Regions from separate parts of the Mus musculus genome. Here regions 2, 3 and 4 are each linked to region 1. The links are chromatin contacts, called in public Micro-C and promoter capture Hi-C maps. All regions are on one chromosome and are shown on one strand. Each heading gives the region's core, a stretch centred on a gene start, on an enhancer-like site or on the middle of the called end of the contact. The rest is flanking DNA. Distances are from core to core; before and after follow the strand shown.

What was found. Promoter capture Hi-C pulls out the DNA fragments that hold promoters and counts their contacts. Hi-C and Micro-C count contacts between places; a contact is called where the count stands out from the background.
Region 2: a contact with region 1 is called in a Micro-C map of embryonic stem cells, with 2.0 times the contacts expected there. The contact joins the promoter of Mrpl23 here to the promoter of Cdkn1c in region 1. A contact is called at or near these places in 1 of 39 promoter capture datasets (liver) and 2 of 484 Hi-C or Micro-C datasets (both in embryonic stem cells).
Region 3: a contact with region 1 is called in a Micro-C map of embryonic stem cells, with 4 times the contacts expected there. The contact joins the promoter of Igf2os here to the promoter of Cdkn1c in region 1. A contact is called at or near these places in 7 of 39 promoter capture datasets (embryonic stem cells, hippocampal neurons, liver and 2 more), 5 of 484 Hi-C or Micro-C datasets (all in embryonic stem cells) and 1 of 115 datasets of contacts at active chromatin or transcription factors (embryonic stem cells).
Region 4: a contact with region 1 is called in a promoter capture Hi-C map of liver, with 2.6 times the contacts expected there. The contact joins the promoter of H19 here to the promoter of Cdkn1c in region 1. A contact is called at or near these places in 2 of 39 promoter capture datasets (the SN4741 cell line and liver).

The regions. Positions count from the first base shown.
Region 1 is chr7:143,458,816-143,465,444 of GRCm38.p6, forward strand. Cdkn1c (cyclin-dependent kinase inhibitor 1C (P57)) reads right to left here and starts at 2,235. Exons shown (of 4, transcript NM_001161624.1): 1 at 2,038-2,235; 2 at 980-1,901; 3 at 297-435; 4 at 1-206. The coding sequence starts at 1,892. The coding sequence ends at 302. It overlaps Gm33663 (a long non-coding RNA gene), which reads right to left. Exons shown (of 3, transcript XR_378640.3): 3 at 4,520-5,816.
Region 2 is chr7:142,528,566-142,534,813 of GRCm38.p6, forward strand. It overlaps Mrpl23 (mitochondrial ribosomal protein L23), which reads left to right and starts at 4,467. Exons shown (of 5, transcript NM_011288.2): 1 at 4,467-4,629. The coding sequence starts at 4,613.
Region 3 is chr7:142,657,524-142,664,168 of GRCm38.p6, forward strand. It overlaps Igf2os (insulin-like growth factor 2, opposite strand), which reads left to right and starts at 2,157. Exons shown (of 4, transcript NR_002855.3): 1 at 2,157-3,506. It also overlaps a transcript of Igf2 not described here.
Region 4 is chr7:142,573,685-142,580,120 of GRCm38.p6, forward strand. It overlaps H19 (H19, imprinted maternally expressed transcript), which reads right to left and starts at 4,462. Exons shown (of 5, transcript NR_130974.1): 1 at 3,145-4,462; 2 at 2,929-3,059; 3 at 2,725-2,846; 4 at 2,519-2,646; 5 at 1,846-2,430. Mir675 (microRNA 675) reads right to left here and starts at 3,463; the gene lies at 3,380-3,463. RefSeq lists an enhancer at 1-228.

The DNA of each region.
Region 1 (6,629 bases), core at 985-3,484:
TTGGGACCAGCGTACTCCTTGCACATGGTACAGAGTGTTCTCAATACATTGCACAGTTTTCAGATTTCCACAAAACCGTGGGCTGCTCTACGCAACCATCTCCGGTTCCTGCTACATGAACGAAAGGTCCCAGCCGAAGCCCAGAGTTCTTCCATCGTCCGCTGCCCAGATGCCCAGCAAGTTCTCTCTGGCCGTTAGCCTCTAAACTGTGGGAAGAGGGACTCAGGTGAGCAGGCATAGCGGGAACCCCCCGGGGGCGGCCCCTCCGCGACCCCCGTGGGGGACGCCAGACTCACCTAACTCATCTCAGACGTTTGCGCGGGGTCTGCTCCACCGCGCCCACCCCAGGAGCCACGTTTGGAGAGGGACACCCTGGAGGGACGTCGTTCGACGCCTTGTTCTCCTGCGCAGTTCTCTTGCGCTTGGCGAAGAAGTCTGCGGGCGACAACGCGCGTCGGTCAGGGCGGGGCCGGCCCAGAGACCCGCGAGGAGACCCGCGGAGTGCGCAGGGCGCGGGGCCGGGGTGGGGGCGCCATCCCCGCCCGCGCCGAGGTCCGCGGCGGGTCAGCTTTGTTTACGTCGCCGCGCAATGTGCTGTGTAAGCATTTCCCCTTGTCCCGCGGCCAAGCCCCCCGGGGCTGCCGCCGCACTTAACCCCCTCCATGCCGCACACACGGCTCCCTAAGGGGCTCCCGCGGCCCGAGCCAAAGACCGCGATCCGAGTGGGTCGCGGCCAGGCTCGCCCTCCCACTGCACGCTCGGGAGCCTTAGCTGCACCCCTACCAGTAGGAAAGGGGTGCGGGCGCAACCGCGCCCTAAGCGCCGCGGGCCCTTTAATGCCACGGGAGGAGGCGGGGACCGGGCGAGGCCCCCGAGGGCGAGGGAGAGCCCGGCCGGCCGGACAAAGCGAGGCCGGGCCGGGGCGGGGCCGTGCGGGGCTCACCGGAGATGAGAGGCCCCGACAGCTTCTTGATCGCACCGTTCGCATTGGCCGCAGCAGTCCCGGGTGCAGGACGTCCTGGAATCCCCGAGAGAGGCTGGTCCTTCAGCTCCTGGCCGCGCTGCTCTTGATTCTCGTCCTGCTCCTCGACCGGCTCCCCATTCTGCTCCTCGACCGGCTCCGCACCCTGCTCCTCGACCGGCTCCGCGCCCTGCTCCTCCTCCGGCTCCTCGTCCTTCTCCTCGACCGGCTCTGCGCCCTGCTCCTCGCCCTGCTCAGAGACCGGCTCAGTTCCCAGCTCATCACCCGGCTCAGCACCCGACTCCTCGCCCTGCTCAGAGACCTGCTCAGGGACCTGTTCCTCGCCGTCCCGAGTCGCCACGTCCGGGTTCGCGTCCGGGATCGGGTCCGGAGTCGGGTCGGAGGTCGCGACCAGGGTCACCTCCGGAATTGGGTCTGAGGTCAGATCTGAAGCCGGGGCCGGGGTCGCGGGTGGGGTGGGCTCCGCGACCACGGCCGAGGCTGGGGCGCTGGGCGGCTGCTCAGGCGCCTCCTCTAGGCCGTCGGGGGCCTCGCCAGCCGGCGGCCCAGAACGCGGGATGACAGCCACGGCCACCGGGGGTGGCCGGGGCCCCAGCTGCAGGCGACAGCGCCCCACCTGCACCGTCTCGCGGTAGAAGGCGGGCACAGACTCGCTGTCCACCTCCATCCACTGCAGACGACCAGGGCCTCGAAGAGGCACATCCTGCTGGAAGTTGAAGTCCCAGCGGTTCTGGTCCTCGGCGTTCAGCTCGGCCAGGCGCATCCGCAGCTCGCGGCCCAGCTCCTCGTGGTCTACAGGCCCGAAGAGGCTGCGGCAGGCGCTGCTACGCGCTATCACTGGGAAGGTATCGCTGGAGGCCAAGCGTTCCATCGCTGTTCTGCTGCGGAGGTACACGTCGGACATGCCCATGGTCGAAGGCTGTGCAAACGCGGGCAGCGAGAAAGAAGGGAACGGGAGGAGAAGGAAGAGGGGAGAGGAGGAGGGCGGAGGCTGGGCGTGGGTGAGACCCCTTGCACAGCCCGCGTCCGCCTCTGCCTAAGGACGCAGCGGCTACCTGGCTGATTGGTGATGGACGGCTCCTGCGTCTGGATCGCTTGTCCTGTCCAGCTTGGGCCGCGCCCCCTCGGAGCTTGCCTGCCTGTTCGCTTGCTCTCAGTCGGGCCTAGCCGGCACCCCTCGAGCACAGCGCACTCGGCCTGTGGAACGCCCAGCCCGCTGCGCCCCTTTATACGCGCTGGCCCCACCCCCGCGCGCGCGGGCCTCCTCACGATTAGCATAATGTAGTATTTTCAGTTTCAACAACACCGCGGCGATTGGAGGGTGCAGCCCGCCCCGCCCACAGAGGCCCTGCCCCCGCGCCACGCTCATTGGCTGCGCGCACACACCCCCGGGGCCGGGCGGGGCGGGTGACGGGCGGGCGCTGATTGGCGGCCGCACGGCGAGCGGGCTGCGCGGGACAAGGGGCGGGGCTCGAGTTAAAGAGCTCTGCGGGCGGTAACGTGACACCGCGACGCCCCTCCCCCTCGCCCCATCCCCCCCCCCGCCCCCCGCGGGCTCCTTTGTCTGCAGGCGGGGGCTCGCGCAGCCGCGACGCGCGCGCCCCCTCGGACCATGGAGCTGGGCACAGCCCCTCGGCGATGCCGACGTCGGTGAAGGTCCCTCGGTCCCCGCAGCCCGCGCTAGCCCTAGGACTGCACCAACTGATTAGGGCTTTAACCTACTACTACCAGCTGGGTCCTGGTCCTGGCAGTACCGTGGCTGGATCCACCCTCTACACCCAGGCCTAAGTATCTGCCTTCGAGGCATCTGCACACCTGCTGGCCCTAAGACCCTCTATCACGGAGTTAGAGACAGGGGTCACATCCATTCTTTTCCTGAGGAACAATACTGTAGAGATCTAAAAGATCTGTAGCCTGGTCTATAATAGGCCCACCTACCCGGGAGATGAGACACAAGTTGGGCCCATCCTAGCCTGTACCTACATCACTGATAGATGCCTAGGACCTTAGGTTTGGGTCAGGCCATATTCGACCCCCAGTTCTGCCTACCTTAGTTGGCTGGAAGTAGTTATGCTAGAAAAGAGAGAATGACCCCTCCTCCACAGCAGTGCCTCTTGGTGGGGCCCTGAATACTCACACAAACACACCCGACATGGCCTGACAGAGCCCCCCCCCCGCCCCCCGCCCCTGCTGCCTCCGCTACCGCCGCCAAAAGGAGTTCATTATTTAGGGCAGGGAGTCGAGAAGGTGACTCAGGCATGTGCCAGGAGCTGGCCCCCTCCCCCCGCCCTGGGGAACCAGGACTTCCGGACATACTTGAAAGGCCCTGCAGAGCCCCAAGCTCTCAGCTCCCAGCAGAGATGCCTGTGAGACTTTTGAGACAGAACCCTATTTACAGGGTTAGGTAAGTTGGGCCAACCCGGGAGTCAAGTCAAACCCTGAAGCCAGGGGCCAGACTGTCCTGGAACAGGTGAGAGACGGGGTTTGGAAGCTGCTCTGGTGGAGAGACCAGAGCCTGTGACCTGTAAGGATTTCTTTTTCTCGGTACACCATATTACAAATCTCTCAGGGCATTGGTATGTCACAGTAATTTTCTTGAGTAAAATAAAACTAATGAGGGCTTTCAAGGGGCCTCATGAACCCCTCATTCACTAAAAGCTAAAATCCACTAGCCCAGGGCAGGAAGGAGGCAGGGCTTTGTTCTGTCCCTGTGTCAAAGCCACATGGGCCTCTTCAGAGACCCTGGTCACAGGACCACACTCCACACTTATTTGTGACCACCTGGCCTCCAGGGTCTCCCCAACAGTCCAAATATCCAGGCTGCAGCTGTCGAGGCTAGAGAAGGTCCACCCTGCCCACAACCTAGGCCAAAGCTGCTGAGAGGACTGACTGAACGTGCTCCCTGGGGTGTGGAGCTACTGGGCCCTATTTGTTGGGAGAAGCAGTCTAGACAGCCAGATAGATCATCTGTGCTGCAGGCTGCCTCACTGGGCATCCCTACCCCAGGATGCTTGCATCACTTGCTTTCTCCTTTCATATTCCCGTTTCATCTGCTTGTTTGTCCGTCTCCACACAGGTTAAAGTGAGCCCTCCACAAGTCTGTAACGGTGAAGTTCCATCAATGCTAGCTAGCATCAACAGACCTGGTAAGCACACTGCTTCCAGAAGCAGGGTTAAGTTCCCCATCTAGCCCTCCAACCCAAGGGACCTGTAGGTAAGTAAACATTTGTCTGGCTACAAGAATCGTCTTCTATTTTTGACATTAAAAATACATCCAAAGGAAACAAGAACATTTTTTTTAACTGTGTTGCTGCGGAGAGTTGGGGGATGGAGCGCTGGTCTGGTGCCCTGGCTCATCAGACGCAAGTTTCCTGACTTCTTTCTTGTGTGGTGTGAAGGGGTATAAGCCGTGGGACCTCGACCTTGGACCTGGTTAGCAAATGAGTCTCTCCCGAAATCTTCCCCCATACCCTTGGGCAGAATGGGTACTTCACCTCTTGCCTCTCCCAGAGCTCCCAGAAAGACCACACATCCAAAGACCATTTCTGCCACCAATTGTTGGCGATATTTCTGTGTGCACCCAATTACATTACAGCCATAGGAGCTCTTTTTCTATGTGCCCACCTGACTGGCCGAATGAGGAACAGAATGAGGGCTGTGGCAAGACTCGGGCACAGCCACGCTGCCAGTGATTGGACTACGAGATAAAATTTGAAAGCTGGAGGTGACTCAGTGGTATGGCACTTGAGATACTTCTCAAGTATGAACGCTGGCTCTGGGTTCCATCCCCAGGGCCGAAAACAAACGAATGAATGAATAGATAGATAGATAAATAAATTTTGTGTCCTAAATCGCTAAAATCCACGGCGCAGTTACTGACTGAAGCTAAAACACAACAGTAGGCAGGCGGACACTTCAGCAGTCTGTTGCGAGGAGGAAACGGGCTGCCTATATTAAAACCTTGCTGTGGCTCCTAGGCGATTAAGGCCAGCTTAACCTACACCCTCCAGCTCTTCGAACCAACTCCGAGATTTGATTAGTGAATCGTAACACAGGAAGCCTATTGGCCCCAGCCCTCCTGCCTTTTCATTCTTAGAGGAGCCTGGAGCAGCTAAGTCAGTTTAGTTTCCCAGAACGTCCCCGGATCGCACTCACAACAACCCGCATAGCTGGTCAGCTACGGGGACTCCAAGCACCCCCAAGGAAGCCGGGTGTTCAGGGTCTTCCAGCCCCTGGCCAGAACAGAGTCCGAGTCTAGGAGGCCTGTCCTTGGCTTCATGCTGCCCCCTGGTGGCCGACTTGAACATCACCAGTTTCTTGGCTGCCTCATGCCTCCCTTTCTTGCCTGCGTGGATGGCTCTCCTGGTCATCCCCACCCCTGACCCAGAGCCCCAGGTTCTGGGGCCTTCCCGGAGTAACCAAGTGTAGAGTTGAGACTTGTCTCCCCTCTGGCTCTTAAAGCTGCCTTCTCAGATTCTAAGACCCTGAGCTGTCATATCAGATAAATTAAGGCCTTGAAGAATTTTCCATGAAACCCTGAGCCACATGTCACCCATCCATCAAGGAAGGTGGAGAATGCAGTCCCAGGGTCAGGACTAGAGGGAGAAGGCCGAAGGGCTGGGTGACACACTTTCTTGCCTCTGGAGACTCCTGGAGGGTCATGGACAGAGAACAGTCCTCCCACAGCCCTTCTGGGGTCTCTTCATATGGGTGACAGGGGTCCAGCTGCCTTCCTGATAATGATGCACCTTCAAGAAATCCAAAAGTGTCTCCATCTTGTGCCTACTGTGGGCTCTGACCAGCATCTGATTTGATCCTGCTTTAATCTAACACCCTGGAGAGAGAGAACAGGGCAAAGACAAAGGCTCAGAGAGATTCAGCACCCTGCCTGAGATCACTCAGCAGTCAGAGTCACTGGTCTCTTAACTAACACTTGGACCAAGCCCTGGATGGAGTTTGACTCTGTTTGCGATGGCGGGAGCCCCTGGAATGTCCCCCCCCCCGTAGTCCCCCAAGTCTCCAACTCCTGCCCTGTTGGTTGGACTGGAGGCTCCGAGGGGTGTGTGCGGTTACAGAAGAACCCCGCCGCCCCAGCAGTAAGCAGCTCCCTGCGCGCACTTGGCGGGGCCCCAGGCGGGCGCAGGGCGAACGCCCTCCCGCACCAGTTCCCGCGCTCGGCTCGCCCCGCCCCCAGGACGGGCTGTTCTTGGGGCCGCTGCCAGACACGTCCTCCGCAGGTGCCGGCCTCTCTCCGGTGACGCGGCCACATGCGGCCCAGGCTCCGATTACAGGGCCTGCCTTGTACTCGGGGTCCGGGCTGGGGGTCCTCACTCCCCAGGAATGGGTGGGAGGGGCAGGGCAGGCCCTGCAGAGGGAGACTACGAACAAGGAACAGCCGCAGGCAGGAGCCGCCCCCAGACACGTGCGGCGGCCGCCTCGCCGCCGCCGCCGCGGTTTGGAGGCGGGGAGCCCGCGCCCAGTTGCATGACTTGACTGAGCCCAGGACCCAGTGTTCTAGAAGTCCAAGACCACTGGGCATCCCCGGATCCTGATGGCCGTCTCGGGCATGAGGGAGTCTAAAGGGCTGGTGCGAACCGAATTCAAACACTGGGCCAGCCCCAAGCTCCCAGCCTTCTTCCCTCTTTCC
Region 2 (6,248 bases), core at 3,217-5,716, 930 kb before region 1:
CACAGGGAGAAACACAAACTGATCTTTTTTTGTTGTCTGAGGGAGGATCTTTCGTAGCTCAGGCCAGCCTGCACCAACCATGCAGCCTAGGTTACCCTCAAATGCCTGGTCCTCCTGACTCCATACCTCTGGAGTGTTGGGATTACAAACCACCCACCTGAGCCAGCTGACATGATCATCTCTTTAAGGTTCAGGAATGGCGTTAGCAAACATCCATTCCTGACTTACTTAAGAGGGAGAACAGCAACTCTCAGCAGTGCTGTGGAGAACTCCTTGGGATAGCTGTCCCCAGACCCCTGCCGTGTCCCCTTGCTTTCTCCAAAGGGCAATCTGGCTGGGAGAAGCAGCTGCCTGCCTGGGAAAAAAGTTGCAAGCGGTTTTGTTTATAGATAACACAGGCATCTTATCTGATAAAATCTTCAGAAAATTTTGAAAATAGGGGTCTGGTAAGGTTGCAAGAGACAAGATGGATATACACAGGATCAAATTTATCTCCATGGAATGGTCTGGCATTGACATTTTCAAGATGCCATTTTCCAGTAATATATAAATACACCATAGTTAGTGATAGTTATGACAGGGTGAGATACCAATATCTGGAAAAGCAAAAAACAGGACTGAAGGATATTCTTGGGTAAACGGGGCTGCTGAGGGCTCACGGTGATAAGCAGTCCATTTCTCCCTGAATTTGTAAAAATTAACTGGAGATTGTAAAATTTAAACTGATGGTGAAACCTGCTGAGACTGAGATAAAATTGTTCTTGTCAGGCCCAAACAACTTGAGAGCCGGGAAGCAATAAAGACCTCCTGCCTGACTGGCGGAGATAACTACTTTCTCAGGCACATTCTGAAGGCCCACCAGAGATTCCTACTCCTTCCACACCCCCACCAGCTCTGCACGTATGCACAGATTTCTCCAACAAAGTTTATCTTTAACATTCTTTAAGCCTGTAGCAATGCCTACAATGTACTCTGGACAGAACACAACCCTGCGGGTACCTCCACCAAGGAGCTGGCGCCAAAGCCGCCCCTGGCCCTTCAAGATTGACAGGTGAACTTTGTTCCCCTGGAGCTTACGTAAATGGCTCCCCTTTTCTGCTCTTAAAAAACTTCCCGTTGACCCAATCTTTGAATGCGTGAATACTTTACAGTGGCACCAGGGTTTCCGTACAATGTTCTGCAGATCAAGTCCCCTGTAAAAATCATCACTGGTGATGGTTTTGTGGACGGAATCTCGCAAATGGCCCCAAATAGCCCAAACATCCTTGAACAAGAACAATAAAATCCAAGTGCCCACATTGTGAGAACTGAAACTCTAAACAGGGTGGCACTGGTATAAAACACTGAAATAGACCAAGGGACAAGATGCTCCGGAGATGAGCACCGCAGGACTTCTGGAAAAACAAAAAACCATTTTTATTGCATGTACTTATTTATTTTGTATGGAGAGTATGCACTCCACAGTGCTTATGTGGAGGTCAGAGGCCAACCCTTGGGAGTTGGCTCTCTCCATGTGGGTTCTGGGAATCCAATTCAGGGAGTCAGTTCTCATAGCAAGCGCCTCTACCCACTGAGCTGTCACCAATTTTGACACAAGGTACAAAGGCAACTGAGTGTAAAACAGCCTCTTAGAGAAACTTGGCTAGGACAATTGAACACCTAAATACAAGGAAGAAAGAAAGAAAGAAAGAAAGAAAGAAAGAAAGAAAGAAAGAAAGAAAGCAAGAAAGCAAGAAAGCAAGAAAGCAAGAAAGCAAGAAAGCAAGAAAGAAAGAAAGAAAGAAGGAAAGAAAGAAAGAGAGAGAAAGAACGAACAGAACTCATACCCTATACAGCATGTAAAATCTATGTAAAACAAATAACAGCAATACAGAATATAAGAGGTTTATTAGTCACAACACCAAAAGCATATTCTCTAGAACAAATTGACAAACTGGAATTTATTACTATCATCATCATTATTATTATTAATTTGGTTCTTCAAATAATAACTTCAGGGAGGCTGAGAAGACAAGCTGGGAACCAAGAAAGAGAATTTCTGCATGGCATGAGATTTGTTAGGTCTGATCCAAGATTAGAAAGTAAACTGCCTGTGGTGGCTCATACCTTTAACCCCAGCACTCAGGAGGCAGAAGCAGGCAGATCTCTGAATTCAAGGCCAGCCTGGTCTCCCAAGTGCTGGGATTACAGGTGTACTCCGTAACTCTTGGTTTATCAAGGGGTGGAGATGTGGCTTGCTCAGATGGGCCACATCTGGGCCAGAATGGGACTCCTGTGTTGGTGTTGGGAGGACCAGGTGTATCCTTAGCCTGAAATCCTCCCCTACACCAACCATTTTGCAGTTCCAAAGTTGCCTAACATTCAACCAGAAACTTTCATCCAGAAGGGAACTGAGGGACTCTGGTGGGACAGGCTTGAGGTAGGTAGCTGAAGTGGCAACACTAGTCCCTTTTACAATGTGTCCTAAGATCAGCTGCTCATCACCCACAAGGGACCCTTTCCTTCACCCTTTGTCTTCCAAGCTGTGAGGACCCCAGCTCCCACAGGGCCACTTGGCTTCTCCCTGCTCAGCACCTTCTTTGACTAGGGAGTCTTTTTCTCCCAGAGTTACGTACACCATATGTCACATATAAGGTCACCTCACACTTAAATGCTTTCTTCCCAGGGGGAGTCTCAGAACCACCTAATTTTAGAGCTGGCCAGCAAGATAGCTCAGTTTGGGTAAAGGTGCAAGACTCATGAATCTAAATTCAATCTCCCAGTCCTACATGGTCTACCAAGTCTCTTCCCAAGCAGTGGCCAGCTAGGGAACTAATTTTTTGTTACAACCCTGAGCCCATCTTAAATATGGCTAACAACAGTCTTTACTAAGGAAAGGACAACCTTGTACTTTTCTGGTCCTTGTGTTCCTTTTTTTTTAGCCTTCGGCCTCTTGGAGGAGGTGTGGAATGGTACTGTAGCGGGCTACGGCAGTCCAGTCAGGCCGAGCAATGGGTGACAGAAGAAGTGGGAGAAAACCCCAGAAGTCTGATCTGGAGAGGAAGAGAGATGGGGCTCAGAACTCAGGCTAGGCTAATATCATCTGCTGCTGGGTCATAGCCACATTCATTTTGTAACACTACACAGGAGTGGATATGGGCAGGGATCTGTGCTCACAACTCACCTCTAATCCTTCATCCTAGGGGACCCCAGTGGTCATTTTGATCATTAAATGGGTGACCTAGATGCTTCTCCCAGAGCCACCATGATGGCCTCTTATAATGTGCCTGATATCTCCACCCATGTCTCCTTTCCTGAGCCCCCAAACACAACTATGTTGCCGTGGGGTACAGACAGAAACTTAACAAGGACCGAGGGAGCTGGAAAGCAGCAGAGAGAACCTATGGGGAGAGATGGGCCAGGAAGCAGGAGAGAGCAGCAAGACCACCAAGTCGGGACAAGAGCTATGGGCAGGGATCCCTTAGTTAGGACGAAGCTGGAGGGTCTCTGACCTGCAGGGCTGAGGACTTGTGAACAGCAAGGCCTTGGGAGGCTAGTGGCCTCTTGAAGGAGGTGTGGCCAGGGGCTCCTGGGACAGGGAGTATGCAGTGCTGCTGGGCTGCAAATGTGGCTGGGCAGCCAAGAAAGGGAGGGAAGGAGAAAGGAGGGGGTCCTGGGAGTCTTGCCTGGAAGGGAAAACAACCCAGTCTGGATTGGGAGAGGGGCCGTAGACTTCATACAAGAGATCCAGTCCACCCCACCCTTCCCCATCTCTGCTGCCCAAGGGATTGTTGGCGAGGCTGTGACTTAATTGTTGAGGGGGGCTAGGGTCCTATGTGGGATAGGGCATGGGTGTAGCCTCTGATGTGCTTATGTGGGAAAGGGGACAAAGAGCTGGCAGAGCCTAGAGAAAGACTAGGCTGTGGAACACAGGGTGGGGGCTATGTGGCCAGGCCTTGGTGAGCCTTATGGGGTGGTTTCGTCCAGTCCAGAAAAAGGGGAGTGGGGACAAAGGTACTGCTGGACCACCTACAGCAAGGGAACAGAGTAGATTCACAGAGCAGATTTGGGGGGGGGGGTACAAGGTGTATGACTGTGCTTGGTGGGGCCATGCAATGTTGGGGTGGGGAAACAGGATAGTAGTTGCCCTTTGTAGAATCCACCAGCCAGCAGTGCAGAGATGCGGGACTGCTCATGGCAAAGTGTGGTGCCCTTGTGGGTGGGAAAGCATGTACTGTAGGGTGCTTACAGGTTGAAGAACAGGGAGGTACACTATACACCGAGAGGTATGCAGGATTCTGTGTGGTGCTGGGATGGGGCAAATGGGTACAGAGTGTATGCCGGCTTTTTGCGGGGCCGGGTGAGGGGCGGGGCTGTTCACTGTTTTTATGGCTGAGAGGCGGGGTGCGCTGTGCCGGGGGCGGTGCGCAAGCAGCTTACGGTGCACGGGTGGGGGAGGGGCTTTTCGGGTGCGGGGTTGGGGGTGGGGTGGGGTTTGCGGGACACCGAAAGTGCGGGGCCCTGCGGTGCAGGGAGAGGGTAGCGCGGCCTCCGGAAGCGAGGGGGCGCTGTGCCAGCGCGGGCGCTGTGCGGGGCGGGTGTCGCTCCTTCCTGACCAGGAGGTGCGGCTGCCATGGCGCGGAATGTGTTGTGAGTAAAGTCGTGACCCGCGGAACGGGCTAAGCAGCCCAGGTCGGGTGGGTGCGGGGCCCGGGCCGGAAGCCGGAGGCGCCCGCACGCGGCGGGAAACCCGCCAGGGTCCACGCGGCAGGGCCACCTCGGCTTAGTGTCCTGGCTGTCAATCACAGCCAGCGGCTACAGCCTGCTTTGGCAGACAGCCAGGGCTGAGCCAGGATTGGCCGTTGCCTGCAGGACCCCTGGCCCAAGTCCCCCAAAGTTGCTACATTCACCGGTCTCCACGTGGCCAGCAGTGCTAGCCTCCCACAGTCTGAGCCGGAAACATGTGTTCAGTAAACACGTGACCCACTGGTTGGGTGGCCCTAGGTTGAGCATTAATGCGGTTTTGAGAGTTCTCGTGGAAGCAGAATTGGGGGGACCCTGCAATAAGAAGGGGTGAGGGCTGGTTCCCTGGTGGGCAACCTTGTGATTTCTTTCCGCAGACTGGCTGGGAGACCAGGGACCTCTGAACCAGGCCAGTGTGAGGCAGGGCCAGTCTAGTTCAGCTTTTGGGCTCACCCCCTGGCTTTGCAGGGAGCTGGTTGGACCCATGCGTGAATGAGTGACAGGTGGGTGGGGGCAGAGTGAGACCAGGGATGAGACCTGAGCTTTGAGGAGGACTAGGTTAACAGCCTACCAGTTGGGAACCAGGCTCCCAGCGAGAAGAGAGAGCCAAGAGTTCCATTTGAGATATGCTGTTTGGGGCTGCTCATAAAAAAAAAAATAATAATAGTAGAAAAGAAGTTAAGAGAGCCCTAAAAGGCCAGACCTCTAATTTGACCATTAGGTAGGCTCTTGAGTCATTGAGTTTGGCAAACATTTAGCGATGGGGCCTGCTTCTGAGGCTCCCACCATGCTACCTTGGGAGTCATCTGAAACTCTGGTACCTGCTTCTCAGCCCTGAAACTTCTCTGGTGCCCTCAGCTTGGTGCTTCCAGTGTGGTGCTCCCAAGACTTAGAGGTCTGGCCCACATGCCACACCTCGGTTATCAGTGTGACCCTAGGGTGGTCCTGTGTACCCACCCTCCACCTGGGGACCATGAACTATGAGTCTCTAGTAATCCCAGTCCTTGAGTTTCTCCTGTCCTTCTCCATGTCTGCTCAGGTGGGCATGGAGGCGAGCAGGACCACCAGGCAGAGATCCTGCTTTCTCTACAGGCCTGATAATGGTGGAAACTGGCTATCCCACCAAGTCCTGCTTGTTTAGATAGTTTTAGGTGTCCAGTGAGGTGTTGCTAGCTCGGAGCCATGTTGGAAACACTGTCTTCTCTAGCCCCCAGCCTGTTTTCCTCCCTCTCAAGGAACTTCTGTGGGCCCTGGGGGTGGGGGTGGGGGTGATATTTCCGGGCTGGCCACTCCCCAGAAGCAGGAGTTAGCAGCAGGCCTTTGGAAGAGGTGGTATCTGCAAGCTGAGTACCACCACTGCCCTGTTTATGAGGTCCTTCCTTCCTTGTTCTTACAATTTTACAAGCTGGGACCATTATTCTGCTCCCATACCACAGCTATGAGCCTTAGTTCCTGTTTTTGTTTCTTTCTTTCTCTCTTTTAGCTGTCCTTTTGACCTTTCTATAGGAAGGCTGTAGTGTCAGTAG
Region 3 (6,645 bases), core at 907-3,406, 800 kb before region 1:
CCCAGTCCCGGCTCCACCCTACCCCCCACCCCCTCCCTGCTGACCACTCCCCCCGCCCCCTTTGCACCCGCCCCCTCCCTCCTTCCAGCCAGTCCCTTTTCTCCTGCACCCCCAAGAGCTAGCCTTGGACCATTCCTTAGCAAAGCACCACCAGTGGGAGGGGGGCCTCATCGTGCGCCCCCAGCCCTTTCTGCACAGACCAATGGGGGGAGGGAGGGGGCTCCTTCCCACATCCTCCTATGGAAAGTTACACCCAGTAAAAGGCAGGGGCAGTTATTTCTCTTTGAACTGTAACATTTCTGCCCTTCTGAGCCCGAAACCGTCCCCTCTCCCCCCAACATTCCAGGTTGGGAATGTTGGGGACAGAGTTGGGGTGTGTGGGTGGGGGGAAAAGCTAACTGTGGGGTCTGGCTTGACTCTTTTACCAATTTTGGGGGGCTCTTGGCCCCGCCCACCCACTTTTCCTTCCTGTCTCATTGGCACAAAGTCAACATACCAGGGTGGGCTTCGGAGACTCTGCCCCCCTCCTCATCACTCAGCACCCTTGGGGGGGGGTGTACAGGGCCTGCACAGCACGAATCGTACATTTTATGCAGCTCATCCATCCCCCCCTTCCCCAACACACAGTAAAGCACCAGGAAGTCTCCTGTGAGTTCAACTTACACACCCCCTCCCCAACAGCCCCCATACCCCCGCCCCTTCCCCCACTCCATGGCGCAAGGGGGAACAAAAGTTTGCTTAGGGAACGAGCCCCCAGCCCCCCACCCACCGCACCAGTCCCGCCATGCCCAAGCCGGGCTCTGCGCACCCCCCACTCCCAGGGCCCCTGAGAGCCCTTACCTGGAAGCCGGCGACGCTGCCGCCCATCTCCCTGCTGCGGGTATGCAAACCGAACAGCGGGCGAAGGCCCTTCTGCCGGGCACTCCTCTGCCAGCGCCGCTCTGCCCGAGTCGCAGAGGCCGAATGTGCGACGGGACAGAACGGGGAGATGGCTTTTTTGGTGGGGAGGGGGGCGTCTCTTCTGCTTCTTTAGGGTATCTTAGGGCTGGGGCGGGCCAGATATTGTACTTTCGGGGGGGAAAAGGTATCGGGAAATGAGGTCAGCTGTTGTATCAAGGATAGTTGGGGGGCAGAGATAGTGAGAGAGACAGAGTGAACGTGAAAGGGGGGGACCACAGAGAGGGAGAGAGGGAGAGAGGACAGCGAGAGGCGGGTAGGCTCACAGCGGGAGAGGACAGCACGGAGAGAAACAGAAAGCGTATAATTAATCCACTTGGGTAGGCGAAGGCAGAGGGCGGACGTGAGGGGGAGGGAGTCTGAGGCGAGGAGGAACGGGGAGGGGGCAGGAGGGGAGCTTAGGAAAGGTGGCGGGTAAGCGGGTGCGCGAGGGGGGGCGCACCCTAAGCAGAGGAGAGGATGCAACTTCGAAGGACCGAGGACGGTGTTGAGGGGGGAGGAATGGAGGCGTCACCCCGGCCACGGGCACCCAGCTCGGTTAGGGTCGACGGAGCCCTCAGCCGTCGTAAGCCCGGGCTTCTTGTGGGGGGGACAGGCGTGGCGGCGCCTCAGCTGCTCGGGACTGCAGCGAAAAGAGGGGAGCAGCCGGGCTGCGCACCGGGGAGGGCTGGGAGGGGAAGCGCGGGGGATGACAACGCCGGCGACCTGCAAGCCGGACTGCCTGCGGTGGGGACCGCCTCCTCTGGCGAAGCAGGAATGGGGTGTTGAGGTAGATAGAGGAGGAGGCGGTGGGGAGATCCGCAGGCCCGACGGAGCGCGGCCCCGCCGACGGCGCCCTGCACAGGAGTTAGCAGCAGCGAGGTGGCGGACGGCGTCGACGCGGGGCCGCCAGCCCGGATGGAGGCGCTGGCGGGCCGAGCGCGGGCGGGCGTGGGCCAGGAGGCGGGGGCGGCCGGAAGGGGGGGCCGGGGGCCGGCCTGGCCTCACGCAGCTCCGCCGGAGAGCAGGCGAACTCCGGGCGCCAACGCCCGGTTCTTATAGCCGCGCCACCCCGCGGCTCGGCGCCCGCTCGGGCCCCGCTGGCCTTACGCCCGCGCCAATGGGCGTCCGCAGGGCCCTCGCCCCGCCCCGGGACCGCCCCCGCAACTCGAGCCACGCGGGGAATGCGGGTCGGGGGCCCTGGGCACGGGGGTTGCCGGTGGGGGGGGGGAGTGGAGTGCCTGGTGGCAAAGATGGGGGGGGGCTGTGCGCCCCAACAGGCCCACTAAATCCTGGGTGTCTATCCCTAAAAATCGAGGTCCCATGTCATGTTTCCGGGGTGCCCTGTGCTTGTGCAACATGGGCGCGTGGTGCGAACCAACGTGCGTGGCACCCTAGGCCTCAGTGGTAGTGGCAGGACCTGTGCTCAGTTAGAGGGTTACAAGGTAGGCGCATCCCGGCCGACTGAGTTAAGGCGCAGGTAGCTGGGTAGAGGGTTCTCACAGGGACCTACTTGCTAAGCAGGGGACAGTCCCCTGGATCGGCTGGGGGGGGGGGGGGGAGCGCGCAGCCTCCACCTGCCTGAGCAGGCAGGGCGGGCTGTGAGGCACCTCGAATAGCAGCCAGATAGATCTTACTAAGCGCCCCTAACCTCTGCTTTGCCTGGGATCTCCTAGCAGCCTTTGGGGGGCCACCAGGTGCACCATGAAGGGAAGGCTGGCTTGGCCACGCCAAATCTGGGCCCCGCGTGGAGCCCCCGCACAATGTCTGCGCCCTTCAGCAGAAAAAGAAGCAGGGCGGGAAACGTAGCTCAAACCAGACCTGTAAACCAGAGCTCACTGAAGTGCTTCTAAGCGGCGCGCCTTTGGGACCCCACCCAGTATGAGCAGATAACAGTTCCCTGTCCTCAGCACTTTGAATTTGCTTAGTTGCAGGTTCGGCCCCAGGGGCCAATGCGATAATTCCGGGCTATTAAGAAACTCTCCCCGGGTGGTTTCAGATATAAGAAGCCATTGTGATTTTTACCAAGTCAAAATCACTTCTAAACCGGTGCACCTTGTTTCCCTCTCCCGACCTCCGCACCTCTAGGCCTCTAAAGGGCCACTACTGGCGGAAACCAGTGCACCCGGGGCTAACCTCCCGGCCCGACCATCAATCACCGCGCCCGCGCTCTACACTCGCTTCCCCAAGCCCTCGACCTGTAGGGTTGGAGGCTCCAAGCCGCCCGAGCGCTCTGCCCTTCCCGCTTCCTGGCCGCCCAGGCGCTTTCCCTACCACCGCGTTGTTTGCAGAGTGCACACAAAGTGGCGCGCGTTTCGGAGCGCCCAGCCCAAAGGAGCGCTGCCGCCGAGGGAGAAGCCAGCAGCCCGCTCCCGCGCTACTCCGCAGCAGCCCTGAGGACAAACTGCGAGGTAGCCGGTGCCCCGCAGTGGAAGAGCTGGGGCACGAGGGAGCGCGCCACGGGGAGCTCACCACAAGGCCGAAGGTCGGGTCCGCTGGCGCAGGAGGATCGGAGGAGAAGGGCGGGAGAGCGGATGAAGTGGGAGCTGCTGAAGTGGACGCTGCTGAAGGTGAGCGAGACCCCAAGGGCAGTCCCCAGTGAACCGGGGCAACGCCCAGTCCGTTGGAAGACCCGGGGACAATGCCCAAATTTGGGGGAAACTGGGGGCAATGCCCAGTCGTTTTCCTGGACACGGGAGCAACACTGCCCACGTCCTGGCCGCCGCGCAGTGTCCAGTGCGTGTTTGGGGCACACACACTTTTCCAAAATCTGTGCTGCCGCTGGGACACCGTAGGAGAAGTGACGAGGCCGATACCACTGTTATGCGCAGGACGGGAAGCTGCCGAAAGTGGCCAGCGGAAACAATGATCAAATTTCGGGGATCCCAAGTCAGACCCTTGTCTGATTTGCGGTCCTGGGAATGAGCGGCCCAAAGTAGGGGGACTCGAAGGCGACTCCATAAATGGGAAAACTGTGGCGAATGACTAAATTTGAGATTCCAGAAAAATTAGAATCCAAGTTGGGGAATGAGGAAAATTATTCTATGCAAAAATGGGGGGCATCTTGATCCAGGCCTAACGAGGGGAACCCAATATCTTGGTTAGAAAGCTTGGGGAACCCACAAAATCCTAGACTAATTTGTAGAAGTTAGGTGGTTTGTTGTTGCTGTTGGGTTTAAGAAAATTCCCAACATGAAATTTAGGGGAGCTTAATTTTAATTGCTTAAAAATGGGAGATGAAAAACAACAGATGGATTTTAGGGAATTCAGGTCAGTTCTTTTGAGGGGTGGGAGTGGAGACTAGGGTTCACCCTGAAGCCAGTGGGCCCTACAACACCCGGGAAAAATCACCTCTAATTTCTGTGGCTTCAGAGAAGTCCTCTAGAGAATGAGGAAATGCTGTCTAAATGTGGTGGAATTAGAAATGCAAGAAGTCCATTTGAGAAAGCCAGAAAAAATCAATGTCTTTTAATATTTTAATTTCCTAAACAGATTCCTATTGATCTTTTTGTTGAACAAGGGGGAGTTTGTATGTTTTCTTGGACAATGTTTGTTCTTGGAGAAACATACTCCCTGTTTTGTGGATCAATAAAAATTACCCAATGGATGATGAAATCTAAATTGCAGGGAATAGAATTAGTAGCTAGGAAATTTGTAAGACACAGACCTTTAAAACCTAGGAATTGGGGGATCTGGGACTTTTTTTTTCAGTGTGCTTTGGGGACCATAAAACATTATCCAAATATAGGGAGACTCCAGTAGAAGTCATAAATTCAACAAAGTTCATTAAAGTTTAATAAAAACCGAACTCTTTGGAAGAAAAAAATCTCAATTTGTTTTGGAGTACCTGAATTTGGGGGGGCCCAGGAAGATAATTTCTGAATCTAAAGTTTCCTGGTCCTTCAGGGCCAGTCTCTACATTACAAGGAATAGAGATTATGGGTTCCTAAATTATGGGGCCTGAGAACCAATCCCCCAAATTTGCAATCTGCAGAGATTGTGCAAGATAGTGTGTGTGTGTGTGTGGGGGGGGTGTGTTTGAAATGTAGGGGGGCTGAGTGGGTGTATAGCTGGTATTGCAGTGGGAGAAATCAGAACCTTTTTGTGACCCAAGGCTAACACTAAGTGTGTTTTGGGGGGCCTGGAAAATATTGCCTAATGTTTGAGGACACCAGGCATGAGCCAACACGGGGGATGAAAAGGATACAGGATGGTACTGGATTTTGCAATTGGTGTCTGAGTTAAAAAAAATTTTTTTTTCCAAATTGTTAAGTTAAAGGGACCCAGATTTGATGCAGAAAAAAATGATCAGTGTTCAAGGATTGGAGACATTCAACATTCTAATATAAAGAAAAAGGACTTGGCCAAGAGTTAATTTTGTGCCATCTGTGACCCAGAAAGACATGGAACAGTCATATAAGACTTGGGATAGCATGGAAAGCCCTCTGCCACATAGAAGTTCATGCCTTACATCATTGCTCAGCCTGCTTTGGGGGCTTTAGTGAGAGAGTTTATATTTTATATTTTAAAGAACCCTAACCATGGCCAGAATGCTTGCAGGAGCTCTAGGGAGCCCCAAAGCCTTGTGACCAGTGTGTATTCGTGGAATTTTTTGGGGGGGGGTCTTGTTAAGTGAATTTTAGATGTGATTGGTGAATGTACTCTTTCCATTTTCTGGAATCCGAGAAATGAGAGTGAGGGCTATTTGAGGTGTCTACATTTAGGGGAGGACATAGAAAAAAAGGTTGGGACTTTGAAGGTGCCAGGAAAATTGTTAAAGCTGTCTGGGTGGGATTCAACTTGTAAAATTTGGAGTTAGGGCAATAGACTACAGAATCTAGTGTTCCACGTTAATAAAACCAGAGGACGGGTGGCGGGGGAAGAGAGTCAGCAGGAACATTACTGCAGATATAAAATGATAGGAACATGGGGAAAACACCCCGCTACCTCATCCCCTGGAGACAGTGCCTAAATGCTGTCAAAATGTCCGCTCTCCCAAGTAAGGAAATTTTGTCAAAAGGACTAAGGACCCAGGCTTACTTTAAATTTTAGGGAACTGAGAATGGTGGTTTTATATCTATATATAGGAGCTTGCATTTAAAATGGTTAGGAGCCAGAAGCAAACTTGGGGGCCCAAGCCAAAATATTCTAATTGTGAGGAGTCAGCAGAGGCAGAATTCCCACCCTTTAAAATATTTGGAAAGCAAGTATCAAAAACAAAACAAAACAAAACAAAATAAAAACCAAACAACAACAACAACAAAACCTTTTCCCTGTGAACAGAACAAATGCTGACCGATTTTGGAGCCCCCACCCCCACCCCCCAAAGCAATGCTTAAATTTCAAGGATCTCAGTCAAACTAAGTCCTGAGGTTCAGAGAAGCCGGTAAGTTCCTCGGGTTGTAGGGGGACCACAGAGAACTAGAGCTGAATTTGAGAAAGTGAGCTCCCGGGCCGGGAAGGACAGGGCGCCAGGATCCGCGGTGCCAAGGAACTCACACGGAGCAGGGGCGCCCTCACGGGGGAACCCAGACGCGGGAAAGGGGCACAGGCGACGCAGATTGGGAGCACGGACGCCACAGAGCGCGCGCCCGAGCCAGCTTCATTTTTCGTTCTTTCGCCTTCTAGCCAACGAGAGGGTTTGGGTAGCAGAGGCCGAGCGGGACGGGCGTCGGAGAGGGAGGCGGAACGTCGGGGAGCAGCGCGCTG
Region 4 (6,436 bases), core at 3,212-5,711, 880 kb before region 1:
ATCTCCCCAGATTTGTCTTAGCGTCTTCTGGGTAGAACCCCAGGGTAAGAATGTGTGACTCCAGCCCCCTACACCTCAAAGCCTGTGTAAAACTCACATTTAGCATGCTAGGACCAGGAAAGCAGGGCCCAAAGGAGGTAGCTCATGTCACCCCTGAACCCCCTTTCCACTCTGTGACTCTATTTCTGTGTCTCTTAGATAGAGGGCCTTTTTGGGTACCCTTACCCCAATCTCCAACATCCATCCCCTGTGACTACCTCCAGTGCCTACTAGCTGTCCCTGCCAACGTGTCTTGTAAGGCAGCAGCTTTTGTCTTCTGAGCCTGGCTTTTGCAGGGTTGGGTGGTCAGATGTTTGGAATAAAGGCTGTTTGTAGACACCCCACCCCCACCCCACGACAAGCTGCTTTGTCACTGGGGCAAGTAACCTCTAGTAGGGTCAGGAAGATGGGCATGTTCTGACTGGAAGCTTTTGAAAACCTCTATGGAGGTGATCAGAGAAACACCCACATGCCCAGTGGGTGCCTAACCACCCTGTCCAGGAAGACCACAGAGGTCTCCCTCCCAGAAAATTAGAGGGCAAAATGATGGCGAGAGAAAGGGTTGTGGAGGGTCCAGAAGAGAGACCAGGCATGTGGTGGGGGTGGGGAGAAGCTGGCCCACTGCCCAGAGAGGGTATGGGGTGGAGAGGGTGGGTGTTCCTGACAGTCAGTCCTGTCTGGTCTTTGTCAGCTGGAGGAGATTTTCTTGACTGCTATAAGCACTGGGGCTTGGGGCTGGGGATGAGAGCCAAGGACCCCAGCCTCTTTTTTTTTTTTTTAATCTGCTCTTCAAGTCCCTTCCCAGTATCTGTACAGCTAAGAGTCTAGGAGCTAGGAGGCTGGTAGGATGCTCAGAGACGTGGGGGTCAGCTCAACCAGTTGCTGTCTCTATGAGGACACTAATAGCAAACCTATGGGGTACTACGCTTCCACCCTAGGAAGCAAGACCTCAGTGACAGTCCTTCATGTACCTGTCATTCATGCTGACCTCCCTGTCCTCCCTGGATATTCACCGTGCCCTGTGTTCTGAGTTATATTCAGACTTGTGCATGTCCCTATCTCTCTGCTGTGGCCCTTCAGCTCCTATCCACAGCAGACAGCAAGGGGAGGGTACCACTGCAGGCATCGACGTGGGCTCCAGTCCAGAGCTTAGCATGCTTGGAGCAGGAGAGGGAAGCCCAGAGGCCACCATGGGCCTCTTTATGTGGCTGTGGTCTACGCAGCCTCATGTGTAGCTGCCTACCCATTACGAGCCTTACTGCAAGGAGTCAGATTTACTGTGCAGTCTACATTATGCCTCGGGAGTTGGGATTAGTGTGAGGACTCAGAGTCATCCAGGCAGGACCTTGGGAGCAGTGTAGAATCCAGGTTTCTGGCTGGGCCCACCATCTCTCATTGCTAAGGATGTCCTTCACCTCCCCAGCCTCTCTGTCTTGAGGGACCCTGCTCACAGCCCTGCCTCTGTCTCCGTATGGCACTCTGGCATTTTTTAATTGTGATGTCGACTGCTTTGCCCGTTCTTCAGGCACCATTTCATATTCATAGGCCCCTTCCATACCATAGCTTCTTGGCATCCCATGAGGCCTTTCGCTGTGTGCCATCCCATGAGCCTCCTATCCCAGTGCCACCCACCTTTTCATAAGCCATCTCCTATTCCCCATTCCATCCTAGAGGCCCTCCCCATTTCATTATCCCCTTCATCATGGATGGTGTACCCTATCCCTTTTATTCCCCTTCCCTCATTTCTTTCCCCTGCCCCCCCAACCTCCCCCCATGAGTCGCATTATATTGAAGTCCACGAGACCAATGACTGTAACTGTATTTATTGATGGACCCAGGACCTCTGGTGAGGCCCTGGTGAGGAGGGGCAAAGGATGAAGTAGGGCATGTTGAACACTTTATGATGGAACTGCTTCCAGACTAGGCGAGGGGAAGGCGAGGCCTCAAGCACACGGCCACACCCAGTTGCCCTCAGACGGAGATGGACGACAGGTGGGTACTGGGGCAGCATTGCCAAAGAGGTTTACACACTCGCTGTATACATTCATACGGAGAGACTCAAAGCTATCTCCGGGACTCCAAACCAGTGCAATCGACTTAGTGCAAATTCAAAAGGGGGTAAATGGGGAAACAGAGTCACGGGTGCTTTGAGTCTCTCAAGCAAGGAAGGAACAAAAGGAAAGAAACAGAATTACAGGAAAGGAGGAAGAAGAAAAAGACAGGAGGGAGATGATGAAGTCATCCCGGGGTAGAGGCTTGGCTCCAGGATGATGTGGGTGGTGGTCTCCCGGGTCAGGCAGAGTTGGCCATGAAGATGGATTCTCAGGGGTGGGTGGGTGCTATGAGTCTGCTCTTTCAAAATGTTGACACCATCTGTTCTTTCAGCTTCACCTGCAAAGAGAATAAAGACAAATGAGGTGGGGCGGGGGGTGGGGTGGGGAGTGGGCTTGGCAAGCTTCCAAAGGGTGCCCCAGCTCACCTTGGAGCAGATTCCTGAGGCAGGTAGTGTAGTGGTTCTGATTGCAGCATCTTCTTGATTCAGAACGAGACGGACTTAAAGAAGTCCCCGGATTCAAAGGCCCAGACATGAGCTGGGTAGCACCATTTCTATGGGTGGGAGAGAATGAGACCCCTGTCCTTGGCATCCCACCCTCTCCCACCCACATGGGGCAGAAGAGAACTCACCTTTCATCTTGAGGGTTCAAGGTAGGGGGAGGAGGATCCAGAGAGCAGCAGAGAAGTGTTAGCTCTTTGGGAAAAGTGAAAGAACAGACGGCTTCTACGACAAGGCGCCAGCCCATGGTGTTCTGCAAAGGACAGAATCCTGAGTGAGTGGGTGGACAATTAGGTGGTTGAGCGGACTAGCCCTGTGGCAGGGAGTATGCTCACCAAGAAGGCTGGATGACTGCCCTTCTGTCCTCTCCATCACACCGGACCATGTCATGTCTTTCTGTCACATTGACCACACCTGTCATCCTCGCCTTCAGTGACTGGCAGGCACATCCACCTCTGCTGGAGACCTGGCTATAGGGAGAAATGAAGACATGAGTTAATTGAACTTGCGTGGGAGGAGACTGGGTGACCACGAGCGGGACAGACACTTACCCTAGTCTCCAGTCCGAGCTCTTCGAGACACCGATCACTGCTCCGTCGCCGCCCGCAAGGCCCTCCTTGGCCACGGACTCTGGAGGCCAGTGCCTCCCTGGCTCACCACCCCAGCTACTCGCTCTACCTGCACCCAACCTCCCTCCCTAGAAACTCATTCATTCTGCCCCGCCTGCCTCGCCTCGTCTGGCTTCATCCTGTGCCCTTGACTCCCCTGGAAATGTTCTGTCTGTCATGCCAGACCCAGGGACTGAGCGGTTAGGGCATACAGTGTACCAAGTCCACTGTGGGCCCTTTCCGCACCAGTCCCTGGGCCGCAGTGCCTCATGGGAATGGTGTGTCTGCAGGCTGGACCCACTGCAGCCTCCTTGCTGTAAAATCCCTCTGGAGTCCGATACCTGCAGCCCCCACTCCCCTTCTGGTGACACCCTGCACTGCCCTTCTTTTCCATTCTCCAGTTATTGAGGCTCTGGCAAACTTGGGACTTTGCCAGAGCCACTCTTGAACCTTCTTCTAAGTGAATTACGGTGGGTGGGATGTTGTGGCGGCTGGGGACCCATCTGTGTCTTGTGACCCCATCTTGCCCTGTTTGACCCCAGCCTAGAATGCTTCTGTTCTTGCTGGATCCCATGGTCTCTGCCACTGTCTCCAAGGACTCCTATCACCTCCCTGGAGGCAGCGGCCTCAGTCTTTACTGGCAACCCTGCACCTCTTCTTTCTTCTCTCTAAGAGCTCTTTCCACCTGGGGTCGCCAATGGTCCCCCAGCCTCCTTCTGTCTCGGCTCCCCCCGAGACGATGTCTCCTTTGCTAACTATCCTGCCTTTCTATGTGCCATTCTGCTGCGAGGCCAGCCGCTTCTTCTCACCAGGCCCCCTCTCTAAACCTTCGTTTAGAAGGTCAGTGGAGCGAGGCCAAGAGAGAAGAAGGAGACTCACCTGCCCAGCAGACGGCGGTCCTCACCTGCCCACTGCTGCCAGCTATACCTTCACTGCCCAGGTCTGGGGTCGAACCCTTCCCAGCAGCTCCCCTTTATCCGACCAGCCGCCACGTCCTGTAACCAAAAGTAACCGGGATGAATGTCTGGCTCCCCATTCCTCTCCAACCCTAGCTCAGGCCCTTCAGCTTCACTCCGATGTTTTCCAGCCTTTGCGATGCCTTTGCTCTGCCTGAGCTAGCCCCTCAGTCCTTCAACATTCCTGCCAGACTCCAGATGCCGAGGTGCTCCTCGGACCCCACGACTCTCCTCCAGCTCTCCCATCTTCCCCAGTTTCCCCGATACCCCCCACCCCCACCCCCCACCCCCCTCCCACACCCGGTGCTTCGGGCCCTCTAGCCCGGGCTTTTTCTAACTGGAGTGGCTCCGCCCAGAATTCCCGCCCCTACTCTGTCAACCAATCAGTACATGGCCCCGCCGGGGCCCCCGCAGGGCCCACCTCCACCCTGTATCGTTCCAGCGCACGTTCGCCTCACCCCACACCCGCACCCGTCCTGAAATTCTCCAAAGACAGCCTCACCACAACTCCCACTTTGGAATCCCTTAGACAGGGCCTGGCATTGTCCCCAGATATCTCCCTTGATGTCGAGAACATATAGCCCCGTAGCCTGCTGAAGCCCTTCATAGAACGGTGGTGCCCCAGGCACCCTGCCACACTGAAGCTGCCCTTTACTCAGTTTGTATAATGACCACAATGGGAATTTGAGGGCATGGGTCTCATACTATCCCACGGAGTATGAACAGCCTACGAGTGGCTAACCCCCAGCCTTTGTCCTAGTCTGCTTGACTGACCTTATCTGGCCGCAGTGGTTTCAACAAGGTAGTAGCTAATTTGGGCACTCCTCACCGTCCCTTTTCTGGGTGAGTCGTCACGTTTGTCAGGACTCTCTTGCGATGAGTTTTATTAGTTATCTTACAGTCTGGTCTTGGTCACCCCAGTCAACCGGAGGCACAGTATGGTCTCCCTATCCTACTGAAGTACTACTATCAGTGATAGAATGGGGACAGGAGAGATGCCCTGTCCCTCCAGCCACGTGCGTGCGTATACCATTGCTCTTAGCTTCTGTTGAAAGTTATGCAGCTGAAATCCACAGAGTCAGCATCCACAAATCAGGGCACCAGAGAGTAGAGCAGCTCTAGATGGAAGTGACCGGAGCTCCAGATGGGAGGAGGACTCAAGGGCTGACCAGTCATGACCACTCAGCAGTGGTTCTCACCTATGTGAGGTGCAATAGCACCTTGGCAGATCCTCAGCCTAGTGGCTGCATGTCAGCTGAGTACTCATTTCTGGCTCCTAGTGATCCTTCATTTTTACTCTGTGAAAAGCCCTGGTCATTGCTGTGGGTGGACCCTAAGTTATGATACTGACGGACACCTCCAATTTGGTCATAAATAGACCCCAGCCTCTATTATCTTGGCGCTGTAATGTGTGTCTGTGCTGTCACCTTGTGGTGGTTGTGGCTATCTCTGCGCTCTTAAACAAATGATCCTTTTCAGAGATCGGTATATAAGATGGAAAAGAATGACCCCATCTTCTAATGAGCCTCAAGAACCCTGGCAGCATCAGCAGACTAAAGGCCGAGGGTTGGCCATCACATGTAAGCTATTCACTGGTGTGGTGGCAGTTGGTCTCTGTCTCCCATCACCCCCCACATCACCCTTGCTATACTCCCCTATACTTCCCACTATATCCTCCCCACTACACCCCTGCTATATCCCCCCTGTCATCCTCCCCACCATACCCCTTGCCATACCCCCCACCATACTTCCCCTATGGCCCCCATACTCTCTGCTATACCCCCACTATACCCTCCCTGCTATACCCCCACTATACCCCCGCTATGTCCCCCACTATACCCACACTATACCGCCCCACTACACCCCCATTATACCCCCACTATGCCCCTCCTGCCATGCCCCCCACTATGTCCCCCATTATGCCCCCGCTATGCCCCCGCTATACCCCCACTATAACTCCCTCTATATCCCCCGCTATACCCCTACTATACCTCCCACTATACTTCCACTATACCTCCCCATTATACCCCCTCGCTATAACCCACGCTATACAACCCCACCATGCCACACCCGCTATGCTCCCTCTTGCTACCCACCCTCCTGCTTCACTTCAAACTAAGCGGATCCCTGACTTCTCCTAGTCTCTAATCTCAGCTTTGCAACTTCTTGCTACAGTTCCTAGGTTACCTGGGACATTGCAATGGTTGAACCCCAGCCTCTGCTTTTATGGCTATGGGGTTTCGGTGGACGCACGCACGCGGCAGTTTCTATGTCTCCCG